2 separate regions of the Sus scrofa genome follow, and region 1 is linked to region 2. A link is a contact called in public Hi-C data. All regions are on one chromosome and are shown on one strand. Each heading gives the region's core, a stretch centred on a gene start, on an enhancer-like site or on the middle of the called end of the contact. The rest is flanking DNA. Distances are from core to core; before and after follow the strand shown. Region 1 holds the start of SRSF10 (serine and arginine rich splicing factor 10). Region 2 holds the start of GALE (UDP-glucose 4-epimerase).

Region 1 (3,777 bases), core at 443-2,942, 130 kb before region 2:
TGTCTGGGAAACTTGGCTTGTTGCCTGCTCACCAGAGTGAGAAGATGTCTAGGAAATACCAGGCACGTCTTATTAAACACATTTAAAGAGCAGGCTTCTAGATGATTATTTTCCTATGGAGACAAAGATAGTGCCCAGCCCCATCCTTGGCAATTGTCGGAATGAAACCGTTGTAGCCATAAAATTAAGCTTGATGAATTGACTCAAGGATTTGGCTTTGCTTACAGAGACAGGCTGATAATTCCAACACATGATATGTCTGCCATTGCCCACAAATCAGGAAAGAAGCTGTTTCGGGATCAAGGAAATCCATAGACTTCACTTTCCGCTTTACCTTGGGGTCTTATTTGTGCAATTCTGAGAACAGCACCCAAGGAAAGTTGTTTTCTGACATCAATCTCAATGAAACATAATTTCTTCAAGAAGAGGCACAGTGCCAACAGACTGTTCTCAGAGATTAATATTTGGTTTTCAAAAAAATTACCAACTCTGGTATTCTGTGGTGCTCTTGACTACACATGGTAGCACTTTTTGTGAGGAAGGGTTGTACTTGCAAAATTCCTTGGTGTATCTCCTCGTCCACCTGTCACTGCCGCCTCCCACCACCTGCTGCAGATTTATAATTTGGTAAACTGCCCATCTCAGGCCCCAGATGAAAGGTGTTTACTTTCTCTACTTTTCGCAGTATCTTTTTCAAGACTCTGGGATCCTAAAGCACAAAAAATCAAAGGTGCACTTGGTGTGTGAGGCAGGAAGCAACTCCAGTGAGTGAAGTATTTGTACCTCACTTTCTCCTATTGTTTCTCAAGGCATTATGAGTGATAATAATAATCGCTAACATTCATGGAGGCTTCATGGCTGTGCCACCTGTGCAAATGCAAAGGACCCTGCTCTCAGACTTAATGCTCTGCTACTGTGATCTTAATTTTTGAATGTTTTCATTTTGCCCCGAGATCCACAAATTATTGGAGAAACACTGCAATACACGAACAAGGCATACCCATGAAGTTGTTAGCAAGGAATACACTGTAGATGACAACAGAGACCAAGATGTGAGGTTTGCGTCCCATTTTGGTAGGGAACGGCCTTTAATTAGGAGCAAACAGCGTGGATAGGTGAGGAAATGACCAAGAAGGGTACGTGAGGAGTAGCCTGGGCAAAGGCGCTCAGGGAGTGAGCCCATCGCGTACAAGACTCACTGGAGAGACAGGCCTATCTCTCTGCAAGGACACACATCTCCTTCCTTTTCACACTAACACCAGAGGCTGTAAATTCTTCTCTTGCCGGTCAGCGATCTAATATAACGTGGGCCAGATAGAAAAAAGTAAGGCAGTCTTTCCGAATTATAATATTTAAACTCCGTCTAGTTTGTAAAAACCATACAGTCTAGCGTACTTTAAAGCATCTGACCTGGGGGGTTAGGAGGGGGAAAAGAGGTGCAAGGCAGAAAAGGGCGGGAAAATAAAGCACTAAAGAAAGAGCGGGCTGCGGGGGGGGAAGAGGAGGAAGCTCGAGAGGCCAATGAATGAGACCGAGGCTGCGGCACGTACTCCAGCGGTCCGCATGCGCAGGCGCACGCCGGATGATCTCGCGGGAGAGAACCGTTGCAGGTAGGAGGGGGAGGCGGGAGTGAAGTCTCGCGAGAAGGGGCGGTTGCCGTAGCGGAGCCCTCTGGCTGTGTGTGTCTGAGGATCCGCCGCCAGAGCTGCGGACGGTTTGCTGAGCCCGTTAGTGTCCGTGCTGAGACTTACGCCGCAGTCATGTCTCGGTATCTGCGTCCCCCCAATACGTCTCTGTTCGTGAGGAACGTGGCCGACGATACCAGGTAGGTACAGGGGAGGTACCCCGGGGCCTTAGCGGGGAGGCCGCAGGCTCGGAGAGGACCCGTGCGGCGGCGGCGGCGGCGCGCTGGGCCGGGGGAGGGGAAGGGGTGAAGATGGCGGGTCCCGCGCCGGCTTTCGGGCCCGAACTAGGCCGCGCTGTCGCTGACGGCTCAACCGCCGCGTTGGGGCGAGGGCGGCGCCGCTAGTCCTCCGGGGCCGCCGCGAGAGCGCGGGCCGCGTGGCGGGGTTTCAGTCCCCTCCCCTTCGCAGTTCGGGGGAGGGGGAGCTTCCTCTTCGTTTTCCCTCCACGCGTCCAGCCCGCGCCGAACGTCCGCTCCCCGTTGATTTGAAGTTCACGTTTTTTGAGGTGCAGGCATCCTCGGCCCAGAAAATTTTTTTTAGTTAAAAATTGCTTTGCGGTGAAATAACGGGATCGAGGGAGGGGAATGTGGCGAAGCACTTGCTACGCTATTTTTGGTTGCCGTTGTGTTACATTTGCGTGGTTTTTTTTTTTAAACGTTGGAGGTGTTCGGAGAAAGGGAATGTTGAGATTAGAGAAAAAAAATAACGGTTAAACAGTACAAACTAGTTCTTCCCATTTCCCGGAAATAGTGGTCACCCTTTGAAAAGGGAAGTTTAGGAAGCCTCTACCATTAGAACGTTGATAGCTAAATTGGATTAATCCAGTCCGTTCCTTTGTTCTCACCAATTCCCTTAATTGCTTGGAGTTGCCGTCAGAATTTTTTGGAAGAGATCTTATTACAAGATGAAACTTTGTATCACAAATAATCATTTTACACAAAAATTAATTTTGGTAGCCTTGTGTGATGTTTTCCTGTCCTAATTCTAAGTAAGAAAGTAAGCAATAGTAATTTGCGTCTAGGAAACTTTCCCTTTTATGTCACTTTTACATTTATTAAGGAATTATGTATACTTGTGACTTATTTCTCAAACCATATCTCCCAACTGTGGCTAAAACTTAGAGGTAATAATAAGTGCTTGGTAATTTTCAGAATACTAGAGTAGCAGTACTTAAATACAACTTAAGGCTATTGTGCCTTTTATGAAAAATGAAGGCTGTGGATAAAAACAAGTGCTAAGTTGGAATCAAGTTTCTTTAAATGTCTTTTTTCCTGTTGTTAATGTGAAATAGTAATAAGTTTTATTATAAACTGCATTTTTACCTTCCAAAATCTTGGATTCTAGCTTTCCTTTTTCAAAAAGACATGTATATTCTTACAGTTGGTTATTGATGTTGAGTGAAATTTAGAAAGCTTGTCCATTTCTTGTCACCCAGGAACATAGCACAGTCTCTTTAATTACAGAAAGAAACCTGTTTCTGAAATATTTCAGAAAGAAACCTATTTCTTACAAATAAACTTTAAAAGTAGTAAACATAAAAATTTGGGGTCTTTTCATGATGTTTTAGGTCTGAAGATTTGCGACGTGAATTTGGTCGTTATGGTCCTATAGTTGATGTGTATGTTCCACTTGATTTCTACACTCGTCGTCCAAGAGGATTTGCATATGTTCAATATCCTTTCTTCAGATGGCTGATTAGTGAGGGGTGTTGAAGTTTGAAATTCAAGTTTATGTAAGAGGTAACATCTAAAAAGTAGTTGTGTTTTTTTTGTCCGCTAATAAATGTTTTGTCTTTTTTTTTTTAATTAATTGACTCACATTGTTCTTTTTCTTAAAGTTAATCCAAAAATAGTAAAATATTTAAATTCCCATTCATGCTGTTGAAACCCAAATCAGTAATTATAATAATGTGAGTTAAATTTGAGTACAATCTGGTTGCTGCCACCTTTAATGTAACTCAAAAGTTAATATGTTCTTGTGCTTAGCAATTAAAGTTTGGTATTCTTGTTTGTTTTGAGTCACTTGATCAAAAACAAGTTGTTTAACAATGAGGTAAACTTCTTTAATATTGTCCCCTAATTTGCTGTCCTCT
Region 2 (3,802 bases), core at 192-2,691:
CTCACCGCCAGCTCTGCCCAGTGGTCTCTCCTGGGGAAAGGAGGCAGATGGGCGCTGCCTGGCCTCAGGCCCTCCCTGTCCAACCTGAGTGTGAATGAGAGGCTTGGGCAGCTGGAGGTCTCCCTCCCACACGGACCCAAAGGTCCAGGAGCTGAATACCTGTGGGCATTTGGGAACCCAATTCTTGGGCTTGGGTTGATCCTTAAGTCTCATCTCTGGGTGAAACCTGCCAGTTAGCCACTCTCCTCAGCACAATGCTGCCATATCCTTGGGGCCATCGCTCTCTGTATAGGGCAAAGGGGCATGGAGGAGTTTTTTCCTCAGCTGGCAGAGGGCATTTGGTGAAGGTGTGAGGGAGCAGTGGTAGCCACCTGCCAACTCCAGCAACTCTGGAAAATCTCCACTTTGAACATGATTTTTGAAAACAGCTTATGTAATTAAAGGTTTAATGCCATAACCATGCCAGTGTCCTGTGCAGACGTGTGTGTGTGTGTATGAGAGGGGGAATAAAGCATCCTTCCAGCACTGCACGCTGAGAGGGAAACACAGACTATTTATCTCGGAGTTTTCTCCCTCATTCTCCTCCTGAAAATTTGGGAATTCATAGTGACTGGAAATCAGTGGCTTAAGACTTACTCAACTCTGGTCGGAGCACCCGGGAGAGGCTGTTTTTGGGTTTTTTAGCCTGTGACCAGGCTGGTGCACAAGGTGCCCTGCCGCCTGTTCAGGCTGTAGGACGCACATTCTTTTGCTCGGGTTTCATCCCCCGTTATGTCATGCCTCTATACACAGCATCCCGTAGCCCTCCCTTCAAGCAGAACACTGTTTTAGAACCTACCAGGATAGGCAGGGTGCACACCATTCCCTAAGGCGGTGTGTGTGGAGGGGCATGGTTTACGTGAAGGCTGAGCGCAATCGGCGCTGTAATTCCTGTTTTAGTTTCAGAGCTGCCGCCAGCCCTTAGGCGGGTTTTCAAACTAAACTTTCCAGAACGACTGCCTCTCCTCCAGGCAGCCGTCTTATTTCATGCCAGGCTTACTGTGAAGAAAAGGTTTGTAAGATATAAAAAGGGTGGAAAACCTGCGGGCGAGCGTGGAGCAGCAGTCTTCGGCCCCAGCCTCGGCTGTGGCTCCTACCGCGGGGACAGGTGCCGGGCGCCCCCAACGAGCCCCATCTCCGGGGGCGCAGCGCCTGCTCTCAGGGGCTGGGACCAGCGCCGGTGTTTGGCGCGGAGGCCTGGGGCCTCGGCCAGGAAGCGGACCTCCGCGGCTCGGGCACTAGATCTTAAGTCCCAGCTGCGCCTTGCCTCTGCCCACCGCTCCGGCACGGCTCAGGGCCGCCCTCTGCGGGAGGCGCCGCGCAGGCGTCTGGAAGCGGCATTGCCGTAGGTCCTCGCGGCGCCCCGTACTGCAGTCTCCCGACAGACACGTTTCCTGGGGGCGGGGAGGGGGCGGGGCCAGGCGGGGCCTTCGACTCTTAAAGGGACCCTTGAGCCGGGCGCCGGAGGCGGCGCTGTTGGAGGCAGTGCGGGGCGCGTGGAGCCGAGCAGGTTCGGGAAGGGAATGGGGGACCCGGGCGCGTTTGCGAGGGGCCGGGTGGTCCGCGGGGAGCGAGCGAGAGAGAGAGACCGCGTTCTGGGTAGAGCCCCGCCAGGGCAGGCCCGCCTCTGCTGGTCCCAGTTCCTGCTGCCTTGGCTAGGGAGGCCTGGGTTCATTCATTCCCGGCCGGAGGGCACCTAGTTTGTCCCCTCTCGGAGCCACCACCAGAATCCCAGGCCAAGGCTCCTTGCACTCGAGCGCTCACGGCCCTGCGACCCCTCCCCTCCATTTTGCGGACTGGGAAAACTGAGGAGGCGACAGCTGACCGAGGTCACTCCGCTGGTCGGAGGGAAGCCAGCCTCGCCAGCCTTCCTGCCTCCGAGGGCCCCTCTGCCACCACTTTCCTGGGCCCCGCGTAGAGCTTGGAGCTCGGGGCGGGGGGGGTGTGTGGGCGCGGGCAGCTTCAGAGTTGGGAGCAGAGTCCAGCGGGAAACAGTGAGGGCGGGGGGCGAGGGGCGGGGCTTTGAGCCTGGCGTTCCAGATCCTGGCCGGGCCGGCGTTGGTAGCTGTGTGACTTAAGGCAAATTACTTCACCTCTCTGACTTTAGTATCCGTCTCTGTAAAGTGCCACTAATAACACTTGCCTCATCAGGATATTGGGAGAATTCAGGAAAATAATGCAAAAGTGCCCAGTACAGAGCCTGGCACTCAGCGGGCGTTCAGCAAAGTGGGTCGGAGCTGGGTGAACCCAGAAGAGGATTGAGGCAACTTGGAGGAAGGCGGCTGCGGGCCAGCCTGTCCCGGATGAAAGGCCTCAGTGTCTGGGCTTTCACCCCTCCTCCACCGTCTCTGCCCGCAGAGTTTGTTCAGGGCGGTGGTGCACACCTGGCAGTGGAATCTGGGGCGAACGCCACGTCTACACCATCCCGCTCAGTGCCGCCTAGAGTTGGACGGTATCCTTAGCCTCAAGCCGAGAGTGGCATGGGCAGAGGCTGAACCAGCCTGGCTGACCTGGGGTGGGGCCCACTCTAGGACTGCAGGGCTACAGCCCCCAGAGCTGGCCTCAAGGACTTCACCCTGAGGCCAACTGCTGTATTTCCTGCTTCCTCCCAGTTGACGGTGGGAGAGAGTCAGGAGCTACTTACAGCATGACGTTTTAGTCACTGAACCAAGGAGCCAGTTTATACCTAGGGATGGTAGAGGGACTGGAAAGGTCTGAGTCTGTACAGACAGATCCCCCTCCTGAGTTCTTGGAGTCCCAATGCTGCTGCCTTGTTTCCTTCTGTCCAGAACTGTCTGGTCTCCACACACCTTGGGGAAGGCAGTGTGGAGCCTCAGGTTCTATCTTCCCAGCCCTGGTCAAATTAAGATTAGGAATTAGGGCGCCTGTGCATCAACCTCCCCACCTGCACCATGTGGCAGGTTTTTAAAATCATCTAACTCTCACACTACCACGAGATATCTGTACATTTATAAACTCCATCTCATAGAAATGGAAACCATGGCCAAGAGAGAACTGGTCTCTAAGGCCTAAGGCCAGAAAGTGATGGTATCCAGACTTGGCCCAGGGCTGACTCTGGACCCACCCTATTACCTAGGACACACCACTGCCTCCCTCCAACCCCAGACTCTCACTGGAAGAAGACGCTGAGCGGGTAGTCTCTGTCCTGCACCAGGCACGATGGCAGAGAAAGTGCTGGTAACAGGTGGGGCTGGCTACATTGGCAGTCACACTGTGCTGGAGCTGCTGGAAGCAGGCTATTCGCCCGTGGTCATCGATAATTTCCATAACGCCATTCGTGGTGAGCAGCCTGGGAGGGAGGGGCGCTGGGGCTCCCAGAGAGGATGGAAGGAAAACCCCACGAGGTACCTTCACCTCCAAGGGCTAAATGTATGGCCAGCCTCTTGGCAACCCAGGACCCATGTGCCCAACCAGGAGGGAGCTCCATGCCGGAGAGCTTGCGGCGGGTTCAGGAGCTGACAGGCCGCTCTGTGGAGTTTGAGGAGATGGACATCTTAGATCAGGCAGCCCTACAGCGTCTCTTTAAGAAGGTAAGTGCTTGGCAGGCCGTGGGCGCTGCCCAGGGCCGGGCCTATAAGCAGCCCCTGACCTGAGCTTTGCAACCCTGCAGTACCACTTCGTGGCAGTCATCCACTTTGCCGGGCTCAAAGCTGTGGGCGAGTCGGTGCAGAAGCCTCTGGATTATTACAGGGTTAACCTGACAGGAACCATTCAGCTTCTGGAGGTGAGACGTGGGACAAGG

Evidence for each region. A called contact is a pair of places that touch in the nucleus more often than the background predicts.
Region 1: a contact with region 2 is called in a Hi-C map of liver, with 8 times the contacts expected there. The contact joins the promoter of SRSF10 here to the promoter of GALE in region 2. A contact is called at or near these places in 2 of 47 Hi-C or Micro-C datasets (liver and skeletal muscle) and 1 of 2 datasets of contacts at active chromatin or transcription factors (alveolar macrophages).

The regions. Positions count from the first base shown.
Region 1 is chr6:81,739,362-81,743,138 of Sscrofa11.1, reverse strand. It overlaps SRSF10 (serine and arginine rich splicing factor 10), which reads left to right and starts at 1,692. Exons shown (of 6, transcript NM_001244368.1): 1 at 1,692-1,825; 2 at 3,253-3,357. The coding sequence starts at 1,761.
Region 2 is chr6:81,608,174-81,611,975 of Sscrofa11.1, reverse strand. It overlaps GALE (UDP-glucose 4-epimerase), which reads left to right and starts at 1,441. Exons shown (of 11, transcript XM_003356202.4): 1 at 1,441-1,549; 2 at 3,137-3,340; 3 at 3,475-3,590; 4 at 3,671-3,784. The coding sequence starts at 3,220. HMGCL (hydroxymethylglutaryl-CoA lyase, mitochondrial) reads left to right here. Exons shown (of 9, transcript XM_005656051.3): 9 at 1-460.